Linked DNA regions of Mus musculus: all the other regions are linked to region 2. A link is a contact called in public HiChIP or PLAC-seq and promoter capture Hi-C data. All regions are on one chromosome and are shown on one strand. The core of a region is the stretch at or near the end of the contact, and the rest is flanking DNA. Distances in the headings are between cores, read along the strand shown. Region 1 holds the start of Tgm1 (transglutaminase 1, K polypeptide). Region 2 holds the start of Slc7a8 (solute carrier family 7 (cationic amino acid transporter, y+ system), member 8). Region 3 has its middle 64 kb from the start of Gm30275. Region 4 holds the start of Dad1 (defender against cell death 1).

Evidence for each region. Promoter capture Hi-C pulls out the DNA fragments that hold promoters and counts their contacts. HiChIP or PLAC-seq counts read pairs in DNA pulled down with a chosen protein or histone mark.
Region 1: an H3K4me3 HiChIP or PLAC-seq map of bone marrow-derived macrophages shows a contact between it and region 2, with 5 times the contacts expected there. The contact joins the promoter of Tgm1 here to the promoter of Slc7a8 in region 2. A contact is called at or near these places in 1 of 115 datasets of contacts at active chromatin or transcription factors (bone marrow-derived macrophages) and 1 of 9 other capture datasets (pancreatic islet).
Region 3: a contact with region 2 is called in a promoter capture Hi-C map of pre-B cells, with 7 times the contacts expected there. The contact joins the enhancer-like site here to the promoter of Slc7a8 in region 2. A contact is called at or near these places in 3 of 39 promoter capture datasets (the C10 cell line, pre-B cells and stem cell-derived epiblast-like cells), 1 of 15 datasets of contacts at CTCF or cohesin (large pre-B cells), 2 of 484 Hi-C or Micro-C datasets (embryonic stem cells and pre-B cells) and 1 of 115 datasets of contacts at active chromatin or transcription factors (large pre-B cells).
Region 4: a contact with region 2 is called in an H3K27ac HiChIP or PLAC-seq map of embryonic stem cells, with 5 read pairs. The contact joins the promoter of Dad1 here to the promoter of Slc7a8 in region 2. A contact is called at or near these places in 6 of 39 promoter capture datasets (hematopoietic stem and progenitor cells, hippocampal neurons, liver and 3 more), 1 of 484 Hi-C or Micro-C datasets (double positive thymocytes), 1 of 115 datasets of contacts at active chromatin or transcription factors (embryonic stem cells) and 1 of 9 other capture datasets (pancreatic islet).

The regions. Positions count from the first base shown.
Region 1 is chr14:55,711,794-55,714,924 of GRCm38.p6, forward strand. It overlaps Tgm1 (transglutaminase 1, K polypeptide), which reads right to left and starts at 1,699. Exons shown (of 15, transcript NM_001161714.1): 1 at 1,594-1,699; 2 at 641-961; 3 at 308-496. The coding sequence starts at 956.
Region 2 is chr14:54,780,214-54,783,417 of GRCm38.p6, forward strand. It overlaps Slc7a8 (solute carrier family 7 (cationic amino acid transporter, y+ system), member 8), which reads right to left and starts at 1,673. Exons shown (of 11, transcript NM_016972.2): 1 at 967-1,673. The coding sequence starts at 1,114. It also overlaps a transcript of Rnf212b not described here.
Region 3 is chr14:54,060,512-54,063,347 of GRCm38.p6, forward strand. It overlaps Tcra and Tcrd. Among named protein-coding and RNA genes, the nearest start is that of Gm30275, 64 kb to the right of the region's middle. Within about 2 kb of position 1,305, at least 57 of the 459 cell types and tissues checked have an H3K27ac peak or open chromatin away from gene starts, as enhancers often do. A contact at or near this core is called in pre-B cells, where this site is marked.
Region 4 is chr14:54,252,193-54,255,343 of GRCm38.p6, forward strand. It overlaps Dad1 (defender against cell death 1), which reads right to left and starts at 1,737. Exons shown (of 3, transcript NM_001113358.1): 1 at 1,440-1,737. The coding sequence starts at 1,650. It also overlaps a transcript of Abhd4 not described here.

The sequences.
Region 1 (3,131 bases), core at 449-2,948, 930 kb after region 2:
GGGGATGACCCAGCAAGACCCAGAAAGAGGGGCACATGGAGACATGGAGTCAACCGTGCTGAAGGAGACACAGGGGCCAGCACTGTGAGAAAGACAGTTGCCTCTGGAGGCTTGTGGAAAGCCAGCTTGAGGAAACTGCAGGACCACATCTTTTCTGAGAGCACCACTAGGGGAGCACTATGAATCCGGCACCAGCCTCTTTTGGCAGAGGTGAGGAGTGCCGGGGAGGAGCCTAAAGACCTCTCTAACCTAACACCAGCCCTTCAAGTCTAGGGGCTTTACCCTTCCCATTCCAGGTCCCACTCACCAATGAGGAGCTCAAGGGCAATGCGATCAGAGGACTCATATTCCCGGTTCAAGAAAAGGATCATGTGGAAGGGCTGCCCACGGCGCACAATCAGCTCATCATATTCAAACTCATCCGTGTGGTGCTCTCGGCGGTTCTGGTCTGATCGTGAGCACAGCAGATCCACACCAGTCACAACCAGCATTCCCTCTGTGAAACCACATCCATGGGTCAGTGAAGAGTTCACGAAGAGCCCAGTCCCTCCTCAGAAGTCTCAGAAGCCCCCTTAGAGATGCCAGGATAAACCTTAGGTTCCATAAAGGCTCAGCTCTAGGTTAAGGTGTGTAATCTCACCTCGGATGGTGCCATCTCCAGCTGCATTTACACCACTGCCCCGAGACTCGGGTCTTCGGCCACCCCGAGAGTCCCTACCCCGGGAGCTGGTCCCTCTGCTTCTGGAGCCAGAAGGTTCAGGTCCCCAGTCATCGTCCCCTCTGTTCCCACATGAGCAGCAGCCACAACAACGAGCCCAGAAGGAGCGGCCTCCTCCTCGGCGGGAGCGCGAGCGTCTGTCTGGCTCCGGCACCGGCTCTGGCTCCGGTGACGGTGTTGTAGGGGGCTGCCAGGGGCTCCTGCCCCAGCGGCCCACGTCTGAGCGAGGACCTTCCATTGTGCCTGTGTAGAAGAGACAGAGGGTGCTCATTCACTCAGATCTCCTGTGCCTGGGATGTCCATCCCACCCACCCAGAAACTCTATCCAGAGAAATTGGTTCAGTACCAGCTAGGTGACTGGGATAATCACATTCTCACCCTGAGATGCCCCAAAGACCCTATTCAGTCACCCAGAAGAAGCACCTTATATTGCAGAGAAAAACCTCCTCTCCACCTTGCTATAGACACTCTCAAATCATACTAAAAAACAGATGTCCAGTGGAGAAACCATTGAAGATCCATCTGAGGAAATGCACAGTTGCCTAAGAGAACACCTCCAAACCCTGTATATATCGGTCTCTCCACCCGCTGGCTTCTCAGTTTAGAGGTCCAGCCTCTAGGACTATTTAACAGCAGGTAGGAGGCATAGGGGTCAGAGTCCCCCGACATGCCTCACGTCTGGACAAACTTCAGGCAGGGCTGCGGAGATGGCACAGCAGGCGTAAGCAGAGTTTGGCCCCAGGAAAATTGGGTCTCAGCCCACAGCAGGTACGCACTGGAGATCGGTCCTTTCTGGGCTTGGGCTGTGTGTCCCTTGACAGCGAAGGCCCGCTGTGGCTCAGCACTGAGGTAAGGTGTAAGCTGGAGCCTCTCACCTGGCAGCGGTGTTGGTGATGGCACCACCGGGTCCCGGGCCCGGGTGGAGCAGGTCAGGGCGTTTGGGACGGGACCAACAGGCTGGACGTAGCCACGCGAGTGGAAGGTGTAGGGCGGGCCGGGTAAGCAGTTTATGAGGGGAGGGGAGGCGGGGCCGAGTTTCTGGGAAAAGGGGAAGAGGGTTGCTTCATCCCTCCTGTCAAGAGGCCAGTCTCTGGGGGCTGTCCTCTGGTAGGGGCGGGAAAGACTGGCTCCACCCACTTTCTCCTTTCTAGGAACTGAGGTCATGCTAAGGAGGGGGTCCGGATCAAAGTTCTGTCAGACCTGAGGCTGAAGTGAAAAGGAAAGGCGTTTGGTGACGGATCCCACACCAACTTGATTCTTACCACACTAGGTGTTCAGAGAGCAAAGAGAAGGGCTCTTCCACTCAGGCCTGCAGGGCAGATCTGTTCCCTAGCTGGAGATGCCTCCTTTTGCTCTCAGAGGGCCCTGCTGCTAAGCTCTCTTGTAGCACCCACCGGGCTTGGCCCTGTGAAACTGGTCCCTGGGACTGGAACTTCTTTTGCCTAGGAAGGTCCCAGTACCTCAGGCTGCAGACAGATGACATCAGCGGCCAGGCCCTCAAACTGGCTCCACCTGTCAGTCCCTGACCAGCCAGCTCTACCAGGTCTTCTCATGCCCCTCAGCATACTGCACCCTTCTGTCTCTCTTTCAGCTGTTCCACAGCCCCCAGAATGAGTGGGCTATCTCTGTTTCTTCTAAGTTCGAGATCCTCCCAGCTTGAAAGTCTCGGGAAGGCTTAGGTCTTGGCTTGCTTTCAGGTCTGGGTGGACAGGAGCCTCCTCCCCAGGCTACCTGGTATTCCCTTCTTTCACTGAGAGTGTCTCATCAGCTGGAGGTAAGCATTTCCCCTCATTTGCAGCCTGGAATTCTTCTTGAGAATCCAGACCAACCGGCTCCAGGAACACACTCTCTGTCCTTTCCAGCTCCTGCCCTGGCTCTGGGTGAACCGTCAGAGATGTCATTAAAACTGCCCCAAGGCAGAGAGGAGCCAGACAGCTTTAGGGAGGCTCTCTCTGGCCCTGTCCGAGGCACCGCACCGACAACTAGGACCTCTTCACTCCGCTCCATGGGCCACCATCAAAGATAGTGAAAATAGCATTGGCAAAAAAAAAAAAAAAAAAAGAAAGAAAAAGAAAAGAAAAGAAAAGAAAAGAAAAGAAAAGAAAAGAAAGACAGACACAAAGCAGCATCCTAGGCAGCAATCTGTTTGGAAATGTATCCTGTACAAAGGTATCCAGGGAAGTAGGAACAGCTCCAGGATCTACATATACACTGATTGGTTGTTTGGTTTTTTTGTTTGTTTTTGTTTTTTGTTTGTTTTGAAATGATCTCACATATAGCCCAGGCAGACTTTGAGCTCACAGTAACTCTCCTGCTTTAACCTCCCAAGTGCTGGGATTACAGAAGAAGGCTGACAGTAAGCATGGTGTGAGTTTTTCCCTGTTCAGCTGGCAAGCCTTGGAACCTAGCAGAC
Region 2 (3,204 bases), core at 423-2,922:
CAGCCCAGCACCCATTTGCAGGGCTTCCTTGCAAAGACAAGAGTGTCCTACGTAGGCAAGGGAGTTGTCTCTGGAAGCCCGAGCCTTGCACATGTGCTCTTGGGAAGCGAGACCTATACTGGTTCTCTCTGGATCACCCAGCTCCTCTCCTAAAGAGCTTCCAAGCCAGAGCACACATTTCACCCATGAATTCCTCCTGTACCCCACAATCTACCACCTCCCAGTTCCCGCTAAGAACCTCACAGGGTCTTCTGTGGGTGTTAACAGACAGGCGCCCCCAACTAGGTAACCAGAAAAAAACAAAAAACAAAAAAACAAAAACAAAAAAACCTGGAAAACTCCATTTCAAGAACACAGTCAAGTCAGCTGGTTCTCCCTTCCATATTTTCCTCATCTGAGACAGCTCGGCTGTCACATCTGTTTCACAAGTGCTTCATAGGATGGGCCAGCCTATGAAGAACCATGATTATAAAGCATTTTTATTACTGTTTTTTTACTATTCGAGGCATTACACACCACAGTGCTTCATAACATAAGACAACATAATACTAAATATGCTTCAAACACAGATTCACAGCCTGCAGAGGGTGGCTGCACAGAAGCTAGTTAAAAATCCATGTGTCAGCCCGAATTAGGCTCTCCTGGATCAGAACTGCCTAGTGACAAGCCGGAAAGAATTTGTTACACTTCTAATAAATTCCCAGGCAATACTTGGGACGCAGAGCCTGTATGGTTCCTGACTCTTGTTTGTTCTATTCTAAGGAGAGAACAGCTCAGCCTGGCTTGGCTGAAGCGATGTATGACAGACATCACTTCCATAGCTCCGACTTGACCGGTGCAGTTGGACAACACAAGTCACAGACAAAGCAAAGCTGCCTTTGAGGCTTTGGCGGGGTTAAAGTCCCTCGAAGGACCCCCGGAGAGAGGGTGGGATGGCGCCGGGGGCCGCAAAGGACCTGGACTCACCTACAATGATACCACAGGCGCTGACCAATCCGATCTCTTTCTTCAGGGCTACTCCGCCCCCTCCCGAGCTAGCCTCGGCCTCAGGGCTGGTGTCAGAACCCGGGTGGTTCTTCGCGGTGTTGTTTCGCTGGCGGGCTCCCTTTTCCATCTTTCTCCGTAGGGTTCCGACCACCCAAAGCGAAAAAGAGCAGTCTTTTTCTAAACGCTCGTGCGTGTAAACGTATAGATATGTGGAAAAACAGAGTTTCCAATTAGAACGCCCTTTTCCGAAAACAGAGTGCGCTCCTACCCTCTAAAAGTGACAGCAAATGAGAGTCACACGTGTCACTGCCTAACAAACAAGGGCCGTGTTTTTAAATGGAAGGCAAAGAATATATATATATATAAATACAAAAATAGAACTGTACCAGCGACTCCAGCTGGAATTCTCCGGAAAGCGTTTATCTTCAGAAGCCCAGGATCGCTCTGCTCGGTGTACCGGGCGGCGGCTTGCTCTGGTCAGGATTTCCCTGCAGCCCTCCTAATGAAACAGATCGCCTCCACCTTCCCTTAAGTCTCTTCTACGATGAGGGTAAAAGTAGTTCTTCTTAGCTGAGGGAGCGGAGGAGGAGCCGTGCTCAGGTACTTTCTTGCTCGCCGGCTCTGGATCAGGTTTCCACCTGCTGCGGTCGCCCCTTCCTTCTCGCCCTTGTCGGCTCCGAGCTCCGTGCTCACTCCGCAGATCGCTCCATCTGTGAGGGCAGGGTGGCTGCTGCGCTCGCGAATGTGCTTCCCTTTCGGCTGCGGCGTTTATTTGCGGACCGAGGCTCCGCCCCCCACCTCCTCCATCCTTAAGCCGCATCTCCTCCCTCTTCTTCTATTTAATTATTAGTACCCCCTACCCCCAAAGATCACGGAGGAAGGGGCTTAAAACATTTTCTTTTCTTTTCATAGTGGGAGCAAGGGAAGGGTGGGCCGCAGGGGGAAGTCACTAGCCAAGGCTTCATCTCAGGTCGCACAGCATTTGTGAACTCTATAAGGGCACACGGTTCTGCGGGCTTCTAATGCCTTCAGAAACACACTGGCCAGTGTACTAAGATGTTTAGGTGTGGATCATTTGAGGACAAGGTCGAGAAAGCTGCAGAGATATTGCCATCAAGCTGTTTCATGAAATAGGGGGTGGTTTTGGTGTGTGTGGGGGGGGGCAATGTGGAAGAACTTTAAGCTGAAGAGTTTCTTTTAGGGACTGTCATGAAAGCTAAATAAAATTATGAAGAATATGGGGTAGTTGCAACGTTTTTCCGAAGCAGGATAAGGAGGATTCTGGCCTGCCCCATGACCCCTAATATTTTATCACAAATTATTTGAACTTCAGACAGGAGGTCGTGAGCCCCTCACCGATCATGAAACAGACGTGTTGATGCTAAGAATGGTAATGGTTAAGAATATTAACATTGCACCCCCATTTCCTTGAAGAATGTAATTCAAAACAGTTGCTCCACCTCAAGAACTGTGTCTATTTCTAACTGTAAAGTGCTTTGAAGAAAACAACAACAACAAAACAACCATGAAACAATATTATAGACCATGCTGAAAAACTAAAGTTTTTTTTTACATAGTCTATACAAAATGATTTGATTTTAAAATGAGTCTAAAAAATAAAATTCCAAAGGGCCTGGTGGCACACACATCTTTAATCCGAGCACTTGGGATGCAGAGGCAGGCAGATCTCCTTGAGTTTAAGGCTAGCCAGAGGTCCAAAGTGAAATTCTGTCTCAATAAGACAAACTAAATTCCCCAATCTGACCACTAATTACGCAAATTTGGCTTCACTCATTTTTTTAAGAAAAACACTAAAAAACTTGGACTTTTCAAGAAAATAAAAAAGTTAAGCCCTTTAGGAATGGGGTTGGCTAAGCTATCTAGAACGGCTCTTCCGGATAGGGTAAAGTCCAGACAATGAACGGTCTCCCTTCCCGCCTGCCCCTTGCTCACCCTACTCAGCAAGTATCAAGAGGTTTCAAAGGTTGAGATCTCAACTCCTTCTCCTTTTGCTGCTCTAAGATACAGCAGATTGAAAGCCTCAGCAAAAAGAGAAGAGAGTGGGGGATCGTGTAAATCATTTTCAACAGAGAAAACAGACAAGGTTGGGCTAGATAGCACAAGACTCCCAGGGAGGAAGTGAGGGGACATGGAGGAAAGTGAATTGTCTCTGGTCTTTTTTTAAACAAGCTTAGGAAGCACACGGGGACATTTGAT
Region 3 (2,836 bases), core at 55-2,554, 720 kb before region 2:
TTTAAAGAGCAAACTGTGCTTGCTTCTGTAGCAGACGGAAAAGATATCGCATGACCAGAATGCATTAGGATGCACCTACATATGGGGACTTGCTTTCTAAGCTGTCCAAAACTAAAGTAGGGGTCCACTCCTGCTGGCAGCAGAAACAACACAGCCTGGAAGACACAGCTGTGTGGTGTGTCCCAGGTCTGAAGCCAGACAACTTGGCTGCTTCTTTTCTGTATTTCTATAATTCTTTTTTCTTTCCTTCTCTCTTTCTTTCTTCCTTTCTTTCTTTCCTTCTTTCTTTTTTTCACCATTTACCCAGTACAACAATACCCTATTGAGTTCTTCTAAGCCAGGGTATTTAAAAGCCTTGGGTGGTTTCTGAGAACAGGGTACAAATCTAGGCACCCCTCTTTGGCCTGTTGAGAAACTGGACTGTCCTCCACTAACCACAAAACCCATGGTTACCAGGACTTCTCGGAGTCATTCATTAAAACAGTGATATTGAGGTAAATAATTCAGTCACTTTCCACACAGAGGAACTCGGGCATGGAACTAAGAAACAGCCTCATCTCTCCTGGTCTTCATCCCTTTCCTCTCTTTAGCCCTCCATGGACACCAAGGTGACCTGCCACTGCTTTCCAGTCCCTTGAGAGTGACTCCAGATGCCAAAAACTCTGCCTGTCTGAGTGACCTTAAACAGCCTGTATCCTGTTCATGCCTCATCTGTGATGTGTAACTTGAGGTCCTGGGATTAGATGATGACTGAGTCCTCTTCCAGCTCCTACCATCTTGCAGCTTTGCCTTCCCAAGCTTCTGTCAGCCCTCAAAGGATGGCACACAGAATACAGTTTCCAACAATAGGCCAACTCAGCAGGACCTGGCAACACTTGTTTTCCAGTAGAGAAGAATTGTGGCTGTGGTTGGACTCTTGTTGACATTCTTTGTCCTCTGAAGGAAACAAACCCGGAGGCTTCAGATGTCATTGACACCAACAACAGGGCCTGGGGTGGTCACACCCTTGTGGAAGAAACCTGCCGAGCTGTTCCTGTGGGCTCTGAAGTTGCCTAGTCCAAGACTGAGGATGTTTTAATAACTATTTCTCAAATTTAAAAAAAAGAGCTTTTTATATTCAGCATAGGGGTGTGGGGGGTAAATCAGGTCTCCCAGGAGGGCTCTACTCTCGCCCATAATAGGGGATTGGTTTAGCTCAGCTGCTCCTACAAAGGGTTGAATACAGCAAGCAGCAGTGCAGGCAGCTCCCTGCAGCTCTATGTGAAAATGACTCACAGCGGTTATGAATATCAAGCCTCCTTTGATGTGTTCCCAGACGTGAGGAACAGCCTGGAAGAGGAGGTTGGCTCTGGATGCCTGCTCTGTGGGGTGGTGCACAGAGGCCTGAGCACATCTGGCACTATCCAGAAGCTCCAGGAGAAATTCAGGCTGGGTAATTACCTAGGACTTCCTAGGATACCACAGCTCTGATTCATCATTATGCTCTCTCTGTCTCTGTCTGTCTCTTTGTCTCTCTGTCTCTGTCTCTCTCACACACACACACATGCACAGAGAGACAGAGACAGAGACAGAGACAGAGACAGAGAGAGAATTAGATTCCCCTAGAAACTGCAACCTGTTTCTATACCTTCACCTTTCCCAAGGGGATAACAATTCACATCCATGAATAAAAGTTGTTTTACTGAACACAAAATGAATGTGCCTCCTCACCCAGCATCTGTACCAATTGCTGTAAAGCCATAGACCCTGCCCCAGTCAGCCAAGCGGAAGGAGTTTCCTCTGTAATGGCCATTTCTACACTCTTAGCCTTTCAAGAGGCTGCATGGTACCTTGTTCTTCTAATAGGTTCTCAATGGTGATTGACTACAGTGACTCCAAGTCTTTTCCCCCATTGGCAGCTCATGAGACTGGGTCAATCACACTTAGATATAATAGAAGACAGAGCTGTGGCCACAGCATCCCGGCTTGTAGCAAATGGGTGGGTGAGCCACTACCACTTCATGTCTGTTTCTGGGGAGAATGAATGCATGCAAGGGTTTCTCCCATCTTAGGCCAGGTTCAATAGCATATTCTCTAAGTCTCTGGAAACTTTGGCAGTCTTTATACTTTTAGAAGCAAATAATACTACTGTGTTCTAGTAGATGGTCCCACCCATGCAATGTTGGCAGCACTAAGTAGATTCAGTGGGTAATTTTGAGAGGGACAAAGAGAGGGAGGGAAAGAGAGGGAGGGAGAGAGAGAAAAAGAGAATGAAATTTGAAGGAAACGTGGCAGAGAGAGATGTCAGAGGAACTGAAGAATAGCTGATATGTAAATTTGATCTAACACATTATGTGCATTATGAATATCAGGTAAAATGCATTAAAAAAAAAAGCAATTGTCAAGGGGCATTTAGGGAGGTAATTGATTTAATCCTGTGCTTGCTTATTTTCCTTTTCTGAAATGATGTTTACATTGCAGCTAAGTGGGGCTTTGAGTGAAAATTTCTCGGGAATCCGCAGAGATCTCTGTGCCCTAGGCATGGAAACAAAGCCAGCAGCTCGTTTTCAGGGAGTACTAGCCATGTGTCAGGCACAATGCTTAGAGCCTCCCAGACATCTTCCTCCCTAACGTTCTTGCTCCCTGGGTCAGTGTGTGGGAGCTGGAGGAGGTACTGTGTCTCCACGAGGCAGATAGCAAACCAAAGCCTCAGAAAGGCTAAAACTCTCCTGAGAGTCAACAGCTAAAGTCTCAAAGAAGAACTTGGATTCCAGATTGTTAGATTGCACAGCGTTAGCTCTAACCACTGTGCCATGAGCTATATTCTCATTATCAAGGGCTTATTAAATGTGAGGCA
Region 4 (3,151 bases), core at 487-2,986, 530 kb before region 2:
ACCACATGGTGGCTCACAACCATCTGTAATAAGATCTTCTGCACTCCTCTGCTATGTCTGAAGACAGCTACAATGTACTCACATAAGTAAATAAATCTTTAAAAGAAAAAAAAAAAAGCAAAAGTCATCTACCAAAAAAAAAAAAAAAAGAAAGACAGATGGGATGAAAGAGAGAGTGTGAGCGCACTAACCTAACTTTCCAGCAAATCACTTTTTTTCTATGTAGTTCTGGTAAGTCAGGACTTAACTCAGAGGCTTGTGAAGATGGGTGGCTTCAACAGGAGAGACCTTACTTAAATCAGCTGTTAGCCCCACTCTGTTCCTACACTTCCATAACCAGAGGCTAAATAAGTAAGAGGTTCTCAGCCTCTTACTGTTCTCTGTCGGGAACAGTACTGGGCACAGTAGAGAGGTTTGTCAGACCTGGCTAATGGTGCTAACATATCCTGATGGTTAGGGTGTAGCCTCCAGAAACTGGACCAAAAACCAAAGACACTATGATGACCACTGAATAAGCTGACTTTGCAGCTCTAGCTCTGACTGGGGCACAAGTCGGCTGGGGCCTATTTAAGTTCTGAAAAGTAAAATTGTTCCCAGTGGGCCTGACCTAGCAATGTGAATGTGTACATGTGACGTGAGGTTTATGTTAAGACACTAAATCAAGTCTCCAGACAAGTCCAATGCTATATTTTGTCTCTGCCCAAACCAGCTGTAATTCACTGAGGAAAACAATTGCTAATAAACCCCCAAAACACTGCTGACTGACCATGATACATTTGGTAGTAACATTCCTAAGCCAAACCTGTTCCCAGTATTCTCTCAGTTCCATGGGGCAAGAAAAGTCAGACTTCAGATGAAATCCATGGCGGCAATCCTCATTAAACCTGGAAGTCTGTAAGGTTATTAAATGTGTAGAAGAAAGAAGAGCTAATACACAATTGTGTGAATAAAAATTGAGTTGAGGGTAAAGAGAAAAAGCACATAAATTATGCACAGAAATAAGTAGGGGCAACTAAAAAGCCAGCATCAATTGGGTTGCCTCCTCACAAGCAGTCACTAATATTTATATTCCTATACTATCACCAAAGTCTTCTCCTAGATGAAGTAGGGATTAGGCCAAAGTGATAGAAATGTCTCAGCTTGGCATTTTAATTTAAAGCTCTACCAACTTTAAATTTGTGTTAAAGTTTCATCAAGGTAGGATATTTTTCCTTAGAGAAGTATTAATTGCGACGAACACCAGAAGACTATTTCTTTACATATTCAGTTTCAACTCCTGTTAGGCATTAGAAACGTGACATTTCTGAGCCTGCTTCCTGGATCCCAAGAAGTAAGCGTGACTTCACAGACGACGGCCTTCTACAAACTACCAAAGGGTACCGTGAGGACGAAGCTGCGCGCCAAAGTGGGACATTATGACCAGGATACAGAATCATTACCCGCTAGGATGAAGCTGCCCACACAAGAGATGAAGCCAGAGAGGAAAGAGTTGAAGGGGAAGGTGCCCACGAGGAGACAGTAGCCGAACTGCAGCGCCCCGGTCAGCAGTATATAAAGGAGATAGGCGTCCAGCAACTTCAGCCGCTGCGGAGTGGAGCTCAAGTACTCCTCCAGGAACCGGGAGATGACGGACACCACAGACGCCGACATGACGAACACGGGGACTTCGGATACCGGACGACCACAGACGATGTGGCTCGCGCGTGCGCGTTAGCGGGCCCTAGCCACGCCCACACCGGCGGGCCAATTGGCTCCGGCGTAAAGGCCAGCCTTGGTGCGTCACAATTAATGCGCAGACACAGGCTGCATACCCAGACTGAGAACTACAAACGGAAATAAATTAATGCTCCTGCGCAGGGCCTATCTCCCCCTCTGGAGACGTGTACTATAGCCTTATTTCCGCCCTGCGTTTGTTGACGCCCTCTGTTGCTCTGGCGACGAGATTTGTGACCGGAACAAGGGGAGAGGTTTAACAGCGGACAGAGACGCTTCCCAGAGAGTTCCGGCTCTCTTTGATCCCCCTCAGTGGTCTAGCTTGGGAATCTGCTTAGAGACCAAGCTGGCGGTCCAGGGACTTAACCTGCCTGGCCCTAATTCTCTTAAAAGCTCTATCTTCAGATGCCTATGACCGATCATTAGAGCAGGTCAAGTTCCTCCGCAGTGAGAACTATGCTTATACGGGCCAAGCGCCGGTTTACACTGGCGGGAGAGGGTTGACCTCTACAGGATCCTGAACTGGAAGGCTGAATCTGGGCCCCACGAAGAACCTAAGCCAGCAGGTATTCATTCATTCAACAAACGCTCGTTGAGTACCAAGGAGGTCCAATAGCTGTAGTTATATTGTAGGAATTTTTAGGTTAATCAGTCACTGTCTAAAAAGAGAGATAGTCACTTGTGCGTAGAGTGAAGGGTCAGGATCAGCAGCAAACTGACATTGTACAACAGGTATTGTTATAATATTCCTTGAATGGCTCCAAAGAGCATATTTGTTTCAACCTGATCCTCTGAATCATTTTATAGAAAAAGAATTGAAAGTTTGAGGTTTTAACAAGTACAATTAACTGCTTTTTAGCGTTTTAGCTGAAGAAAACTTAAGTTCTGCCTTCTGGTTTGCACTGCCATTACAAGTTCACAATAACCCGACCTTCTAAACCTAGTATCTCATCTTTCAGTTAAAAAGTCTACCCGCATAGAATCCGGTACTTCATTTCAGCGTTTAAGACACTTCCAACTGCCCTGCCTAACTAGTTGAGCAGCATTTCTAAACCCGCAACTGAACTACTGTCGCTTGTTATCTGTATTTAGCCCGGAAACACTTAGCGCCACAATCCAATAAGACGTAAATAGCCCTGCCCAGGTTCCAGTGAATCACTCGTGTCTTTGGAAAGCCTTAGTCTGTTAAAAGAGGTAAATCCATATTCACAAGAGAGAAGTTTGCACTCCTAGAAATGTAGCCTCTGTGCTCTTGTGTTACTGTAGAGTGGGTGGGATGTGGAAGGATAACCAGACGGGTTCCTACTCCACATAATATGAAATGCATCTGCAATTGAACCCTTCTCCCTGTCTCAGCACAAGTAGAACAGATTCCTCTGGTCGTCAACTTAAGGCCAAATGGGCTAACTGGCTGTTTCTAATTATCCAGTAATGAATT